Regions from separate parts of the Mus musculus genome. Here region 2 is linked to region 1. Evidence: chromatin contacts called from public Hi-C data. All regions are on one chromosome and are shown on one strand. Each heading gives the region's core, a stretch centred on a gene start, on an enhancer-like site or on the middle of the called end of the contact. The rest is flanking DNA. Distances are from core to core; before and after follow the strand shown.

Region 1 (3,469 bases), core at 476-2,975:
CACCTGTGACCCCCTGCTGTGGGTCACCAGACTCTGAAAGGTCACCAGGGTTCTCCATGCAGCAAGATCTGCTTGACTCACTAGTGACTACTGTTTGGAACATTCTTTGTTTGGATTCCTGGGCTTAGAATTGGTGTCAACTGGAAGCAGAATGGAGTTGCATCTTATCCCCTCCCCCATCTCACCCCATTCTGCAACATTCTTGGGAACACCAGATTGTCCGAGCCTTGTGGGGGATGCCCAGGATTACTTAGGGCAGATGTATATGAGGTGAATGCTTTGCAAACCCAGAGCCCGAGAAGCTGAGGTAGCAGGCCAATCTGGACTACAGAGAATATCCTGTCTTCAGCACAGAGTAGCTGAAAATGAAGAAGAAACGTGTTCACCTAATTTGAGTTCCACCAATGGCTCTTGTTCTAGAATATGGCTTTTTAGCTTACAGCCAGATGGGCATTTTGCCTGACCACACAGAATTTCATAGCTTTTTCTTTCTTAGAAGAGAAAGCTTTGTGGGCATAGCTGGGCTCTAAGCAGAACCATTTCAGTATTTGTTGTCTGTTACAAGAATGGTCAGGCATCAGTGACTGGTGCCATGTGTATGTATTCTGTATGTGTGTCTGTGGCTATGGCTGTGTGTTTGTGTCTGTGTGTGAGTCTGTGTATATGTGTGGATCTGTGTATGTGTGTGTTTGGAGTGCTTGTGCCTGTGTGTATCTCTCTGTCTATATGTCTGTCTGTCTGTCTGTCTGTCTGTCTGTCTGTCTGTCTGTCGGTCTGTCTCTCTCTCTGTGGGGCTCTGCTGAAGTTTCTTTCCAGCCCTCAAAGCCTGGAGATACTGTGAGGTTCATGTTCATGTGCTCAGAACATCTGTGAATATGTTTGACTGTGAGGTGTGTCTTGGCAACAGAATGGAAACATTAGAAGGTCCAGATATGTTCAGAAGAGCATCCTATCCCTGTCTCCCTGAGTGCCTGCCCTTGCACAGACACTTATTTCTAACTTTTACAGGCCCTCTGAGATCCTTTGGTTGCTTGTGACACAATCACTCACCTTCAGATTCCATATTATTAATTTATTGATGTCCCTAAATCTTCTCTGGGCCCTCTATTAAAAACATTATATACTTATGCCATCATACAATGGAGATGAATGTTGCTCCATCTGCCTCTGTGTCTCCTAAGCAGTTTCTCTCTGTCATTACGGGGTTCTCTCCTCTAATCCCCACGTTCCCAGGCACCCTAAATATGACAAACCTTTATCTTCCCAGGGTGCTAACTTTTGCAGGATTCATAGAGTAACTTGAAGGCCAATCCCAGGACATGACTAAAATGATGATTCTTGTAATGTCAATCTTCCACAACAGGAAGTATCCTGACTGTGTACCTATTGACAAGAGCCCTGTGGCTTCTCCTGTTGCAGCTTTCTGCTCCCTGATCTTCATACCAACACCTACATTGGGATGGTGAGGAAGAGAGTCAGGAATCATGATTCCATATTGGAGGTCAGGGATCCTGGCATTGCAGAAGGACTTCAGATGCCCTGCTGTGTCTGTCCAAGAGGCCAGGGAAGGAAGAGAAACTGCAGAGGTGGCTTTGCCTGCTTGTTGGCTCTTGTCTCCCTGTGGCTTCTGCCTTATCAGTTTTTCTGCAATAAGAACTTTGCCCCATCCAATCAAATGTCCACACCTACACCCCTAAAAGTACAAATTCCTGCTTGGACCAGGCCGATCTGTTTTTGTTTCCTGCTGTGACACTCTCATGTGCAGCAGCACAGGTTTAGGCCTGAGATTCAACCATGCCATTGGCTAGACTTCCTGGTTGGCTGTGTGTTGTTGCCTGTGGGCTCCTGCTTCTCCTCCAGCATGTGCATGGTAAGACTATCTAAATGAGCACAGGGGACTTGGGTCAGAACTGCCCCAGTTCGGCAAAGTCAGAGGCTGAGCTTGTGGGATGGAAGGCACCAGGAAGGGAAAAGGAGCTGGTGGAGAATGACAGGTGACAGTGTGGGGAATGTGTGCTTTGTAATGTCCCACCAGGGCACATGGGGCGGGGGGGGGGCATCAGAGATGTCTGAGGTTAGCACATACTGAGGAGACAACCGGGACAGAACAACAAGCAGGACATGTCCCTCCTCTGTGTGTGCTTGTGGCTAGAAATCCTACAACATTGATAATGATAATAATTCCTTCCTAATGCCAAGTGGCTCTAAGCCTGTCACTTTGTTGACTAGGGAAGAGTCCTGACAGTTTGGAAGAGGGTCAGTGGACAAGGTGTCTGTCCCTAGGGAATCTAGAAGCCCTCATCTCCTCATCCTACTACTGAACTGAGATGACCCAGGTTACCTTCCCCATGTACCATGGTGATGATGAGGTAGAAAGTCCCAAGTGTGGTGACAGCTGATGGCATCTCTCCACTTACAGGCCAGGACTCAGCCAGCCCCATCAGGAACACCCACAGGGGTCAGGTGAGAGGCAGCTTTGTCCACGTGAAGGACACTAAATCTGGTGTCCATGCCTTCCTGGGAATCCCCTTTGCCAAGCCTCCTGTAGGACTACTGCGCTTTGCACCTCCTGAGGACCCTGAGCCATGGAGTGGTGTGAGAGATGGGACCTCACAGCCGGCCATGTAAGTTCTAGACCCAGAGGACTTCAGGCCTGTGCTCTGGGCCACACTGCAGGCTTCCTCCACCTCAGCTCTATAGCAGTTTTCTGCCTATGATGAGGGGCATCTCCCATGCACGTTCTTGATGAATGTGCTAAGAATTAGAGTAGAACAGCTGTGCCAGGCTGCTGGGTCAGAGCACAGCACCTGTAGGGACTTAGTTGTAGGAACTGCAGTAAGGAACAGAGACTGAGCCCATTCTTCACAGTCCCTGTGACCATCCACTGTCCTTGTGCCATTGACTAAGGAACAAGCACACATGCTTCTAACTGGAGACTATGTGGAACAAGGAGGTACCTTATTGGTACTTGGGAGTGAAATGAAGAATGTCTCACTATCATATGGAGTGGCATTGCCCACTCATTCCTATAGTTGCTATGTGGGCACAGTACCTCAATACCCAAGTATCTTAGTTCCCTTTCTATTGCTGTGATAAAGTATCCTTACATAAGCAACTTAGTGAAGAAAGATTTTACTATGGGTCACAATCCCAGCTTATAATCAATCATAGGTGGGAAACTACAGAGTCAGATGTTTAAGAGAGCTGATTGCATCCCATCCATAATCAGGAGCAGAGTTCAAAGGACACATGCTTGCCTACTAACCTTCACTTACTCTCTCCATTCTTATACAATCCAGAAGCCCCCTTCCTAGGGAATGATGCCTCCTATAATGAGCAGGTATTCCTATTGCAAAGAACATGATTGAGATAATGTTACTTGCATGCTGACCAGTCACCAGGATCTAGACAATCCCTCAGTAAGATTCTTTTCCCAGGTGATTATACAGTGTGCCGAGTCATCAATCAA
Region 2 (3,469 bases), core at 346-2,845, 55 kb after region 1:
GTGAGAGTCTACCCTACTGGCCTGTGATGGACCATGATGAGCAGTATCTGCATCTGAACACCCAGCATGCTGTGGGTCGAGCACTGAAGGCCAGAAGGCTGCAGTTCTGGACCAAGACTCTGCCCCCAGAAGATCCAGGAGCTCAAGGGTTCTCAGGACAAGCATGCAGAGCCGTATCGTCCTGTGTCAGGAAAGGTGTGTGAGATTAAAAGCAGATGGTGTAATTCTGAGGTTACAAAGTCCATTTATTTATTTTTATTTGTTCCAACACTTATGTAAGCCTTTCTAATATCAGCATTTGCCCTTTCAGACATGTATGAAGAACAGTCTGTGTTATTTCTTATAATTCTGAGCAAACTTTCATTAGAGTCAATAATAGCTATTATAATAGTGTAGATATGAGCCCCAATGTACCCCCATCTTTTTTAACCCTTCACTGAGACTAGGCTCTTCATTCCTTCCTTCCTTCCTTTTTTTTCCTTTCTTCCTTCCTTCTTTCCTTTCATTATCTTCTCCCCATCCTCACTCTCCTCTTCGACAAGTCCCAGACCTTCTTGAAATGAAATGGGTGCTTCAGGGACTGTTGACTGCAGGAAATAGGTGGTATCAAATCCTGTATCCTCTCTCAGCATATTTATGATTACCATTAGAAAATCTGCTTTCTCTAAGTCCCTTTGCCTTAAGAATGCTGTTTCTAAAAGATCATAAACTACAAATTGGACTCATAGTGTACTGGCTAGTTTTGTGTCAACTTGACACAGCTGTAGTAATCACAGAGAAAGGAGCTTCAGTTGAGGAAATGCCTCCATGAGATCCAACTGTAAGGCATTTTCTCAATTAGTGATCAAGGGGGAAAGGCCCCTTGTGGGTGGGACCATCTCTGGGCTGGTAGTCTTGGGTTCTATAAGAAAGCAGGCTGAGCAAGCCAGGTGAGGCAAGCCAGTAAAGAACATCCCTCCATGGCCTCTGCATCAGCTCCTGCTTCCTGACCTGCTTGAGTTCCAGTCCTGACTTCCTTGGTGATGAACTGCAGTATGGAAGTGTAAGCCGAATAAACCCTTTCCTCCCCAACTTGCTTCTTGGTCATGATGTTTGTGCAGGAATAGAAACCCTGACTAAGACACATAGTATCTGTGGCCTCAGATGGGTGGAGGCTGAAATAGAAGGATTACATAAGTCTCCGGGCAAGCTAACAAGTCCCACATCTCTGAAACACACAAACAAAAAGAAAATTGTAACTTCAGTAACTTACAAATAGTAACAAACGTACAGTCTTATAAATTGTAAAATTTGGGGTCAAGATGTTCTCAGGGAAACCAGACTCAAGGATTACTGCTTGTGCCCTCTCCTGGTAGGATGTGTAAACAAGGCAGTTACAAGGATAATATTAAGTCCCTGCTGACTTGAACTGGGGGCAGGGAAGATCTTCCTGTCAGTGAGACTGACCATGTAGGATGCTTCCATTCTATATGTACAGCATTGATTTAAGTTCCCACTGCCAGCATGCCTCTGCTCATCATCTCTGGATAGACACACTAAGCTGGGTGTCAGTTAGATTTGAGACTGTTAATAATTATCTCATTTTTGATAGTTTGAGCGTGGATTGTTTTTATGGCACTATGGATTGATCTTAGGACTTGTGCATGTTGGGCAATGGTTCCACCCATGAACTACACCCTCAGACCACTGTGGGCTGTTTAAATGAAATTAAATTAATCTCTTTTAGGTGTCTGTTTTAGTAAGTCTGGGAAAATTCTCAAGGCGTGCAACTGTCATCAGATCAGATTTACAACATTCCCCCCTTGCTTCCCATCAGCCTTCCCTTGGGTCCTTTTCTGCCATCCACTGCCTTTAATCCCATTTCAAAGAAAACATGACATTGCTTTATCTTACTATACTGGGACTTGTCTCTAATCCAAAATAAATAAAATGTTTTGTGACTGGTTAGGTCACTTCACATAATGTGTTTGTTTCCTTTTATTGTTGAATGACATCCATGTGTGCACACAACACATTCTATCCACTCACCAGACTATGCACAATTGTTGCCCTTGTTTATTACCTCTGTTTTTGGAGACATGGTTTCTATGTAGCCCAGGAGTGCCCTGAACACATGATCTCACTGCCTTAGCAGTGTGGATTACAGGGTTATAGGGACACCCATCCTATGTTTGAGTTTTAATAAGTTGTATGGATATCCTCACACATTATTTTATGTGATCTCATGTATTACATTTTTGAATTTCCAATCTAGAGCAGAATTCCTATGTCATGAGACACCTGTTAAACATTTAAAGAAGTTGTAAGACCAGGGATATAGCAGTAGTAGACAGCTTGCCCTGCATGTACAAAGCCCTAGGCACCATAAAAAATAAAAAAAAAAAAGAAAGAAAAACCAGCTCAGATGATGTAGGCTTATAATCCCAGCTACTCAGAGAGCTACTGTAGCCAGGGATCACAAGTTAAGGTCAGCCTGAACTATACAGCAAAACTCCAGGCAAAACTGGAAAAATTACTTGTGGTCTATCCCCACATAAAAAGTTCCAAAAATGGCCTATAGGTGGCAATGGTTCTGCCTTTAATCCAGCACCCAGGTGGATCTCTAACCAAACCAGCTCAGTCAACAGGGTCTCAAGCAAGGGAGTGAGGGTTGAAAAAGGGAAAGTTAGACAAAATTATAACCTGACTGCAGCCCGTACTGAAGCTGAAACAGCTTCATGTCTCTCCAGCCTGCTTTTATATCATTCTAGGTATAGCCAAAAGCCATGGTCAGTTCTTAGATCAAAGACAAAGTAAAGCAAAGTGGGAAACAAGGAGATTATACAAGAAAGCAATCAAGCAGAGGCGTAAGCAAAAGGATCACACAGGCAATGATTAAGGAAAGTAGTAAGGGAGGGGATCACACAAGGAAGTAATGCAGCTAAGAAGTAAACAAAGCCCCATGGTCCCTGTTTCTGACATTCTTATCTGAGTCTACTTCCTTGTCTAACCCCAGTGACAAATGCCAAATTCCTAGAAGCAGCACCAAAAGCTCTCAACAGATCTCTGAGTTGCAGGCCAGCCTGGTCTGCAGAGGGAGTTCCAAGACAGCCAGGGCTACACAGAGAAACCCTGTCTTGACAAAAACAAAAGCAAAAACAAAACAGTACCGAAAAAAAAAATCATAAACATCTAACTAGACTTAGAGTGTTACTAAGATGGGGGAGGAGGAGAAAGAAGGAAGAAGAAAAAGAAGAGGAAGGGAGAGGAGGATGGGGATGGAGCAGGGGGAGGAGCAGGGGGAGGAGGAGGGAGAAGAGTGTGGAGGAGGGGAGGAAAGGGAGAGAAGAAGAAGAAGAAGAAGAAGAAGAAGAAGAAGAGGAGGAGGAGGAGGAGGAGGAGGAGGAGGAGGAGGAGGAGGAGGAGGAGGAGGACAGAAGGAGAAATGGAGTTGGTAGGAAAATGTGGTGGTGTGGTTGGGGGTCTTGAG

The links. Hi-C and Micro-C count contacts between places; a contact is called where the count stands out from the background.
Region 2: a contact with region 1 is called in a Hi-C map of liver, with 3 times the contacts expected there. The contact joins the enhancer-like site here to the promoter of Ces2a in region 1. A contact is called at or near these places in 1 of 39 promoter capture datasets (macrophages), 5 of 484 Hi-C or Micro-C datasets (brain, liver and transition I germ cells), 2 of 115 datasets of contacts at active chromatin or transcription factors (embryonic stem cells and liver) and 2 of 9 other capture datasets (adipose tissue and macrophages).

Annotation. Positions count from the first base shown.
Region 1 is chr8:104,732,278-104,735,746 of GRCm38.p6, forward strand. It overlaps Ces2a (carboxylesterase 2A), which reads left to right and starts at 1,726. Exons shown (of 12, transcript NM_133960.5): 1 at 1,726-1,870; 2 at 2,420-2,624. The coding sequence starts at 1,795.
Region 2 is chr8:104,787,521-104,790,989 of GRCm38.p6, forward strand. It overlaps the pseudogene Gm6831. Among named protein-coding and RNA genes, the nearest start is that of 4932416K20Rik, 5.5 kb to the right of the region's middle. Within about 2 kb of position 1,596, at least 10 of the 459 cell types and tissues checked have an H3K27ac peak or open chromatin away from gene starts, as enhancers often do. A contact at or near this core is called in liver, where this site is marked.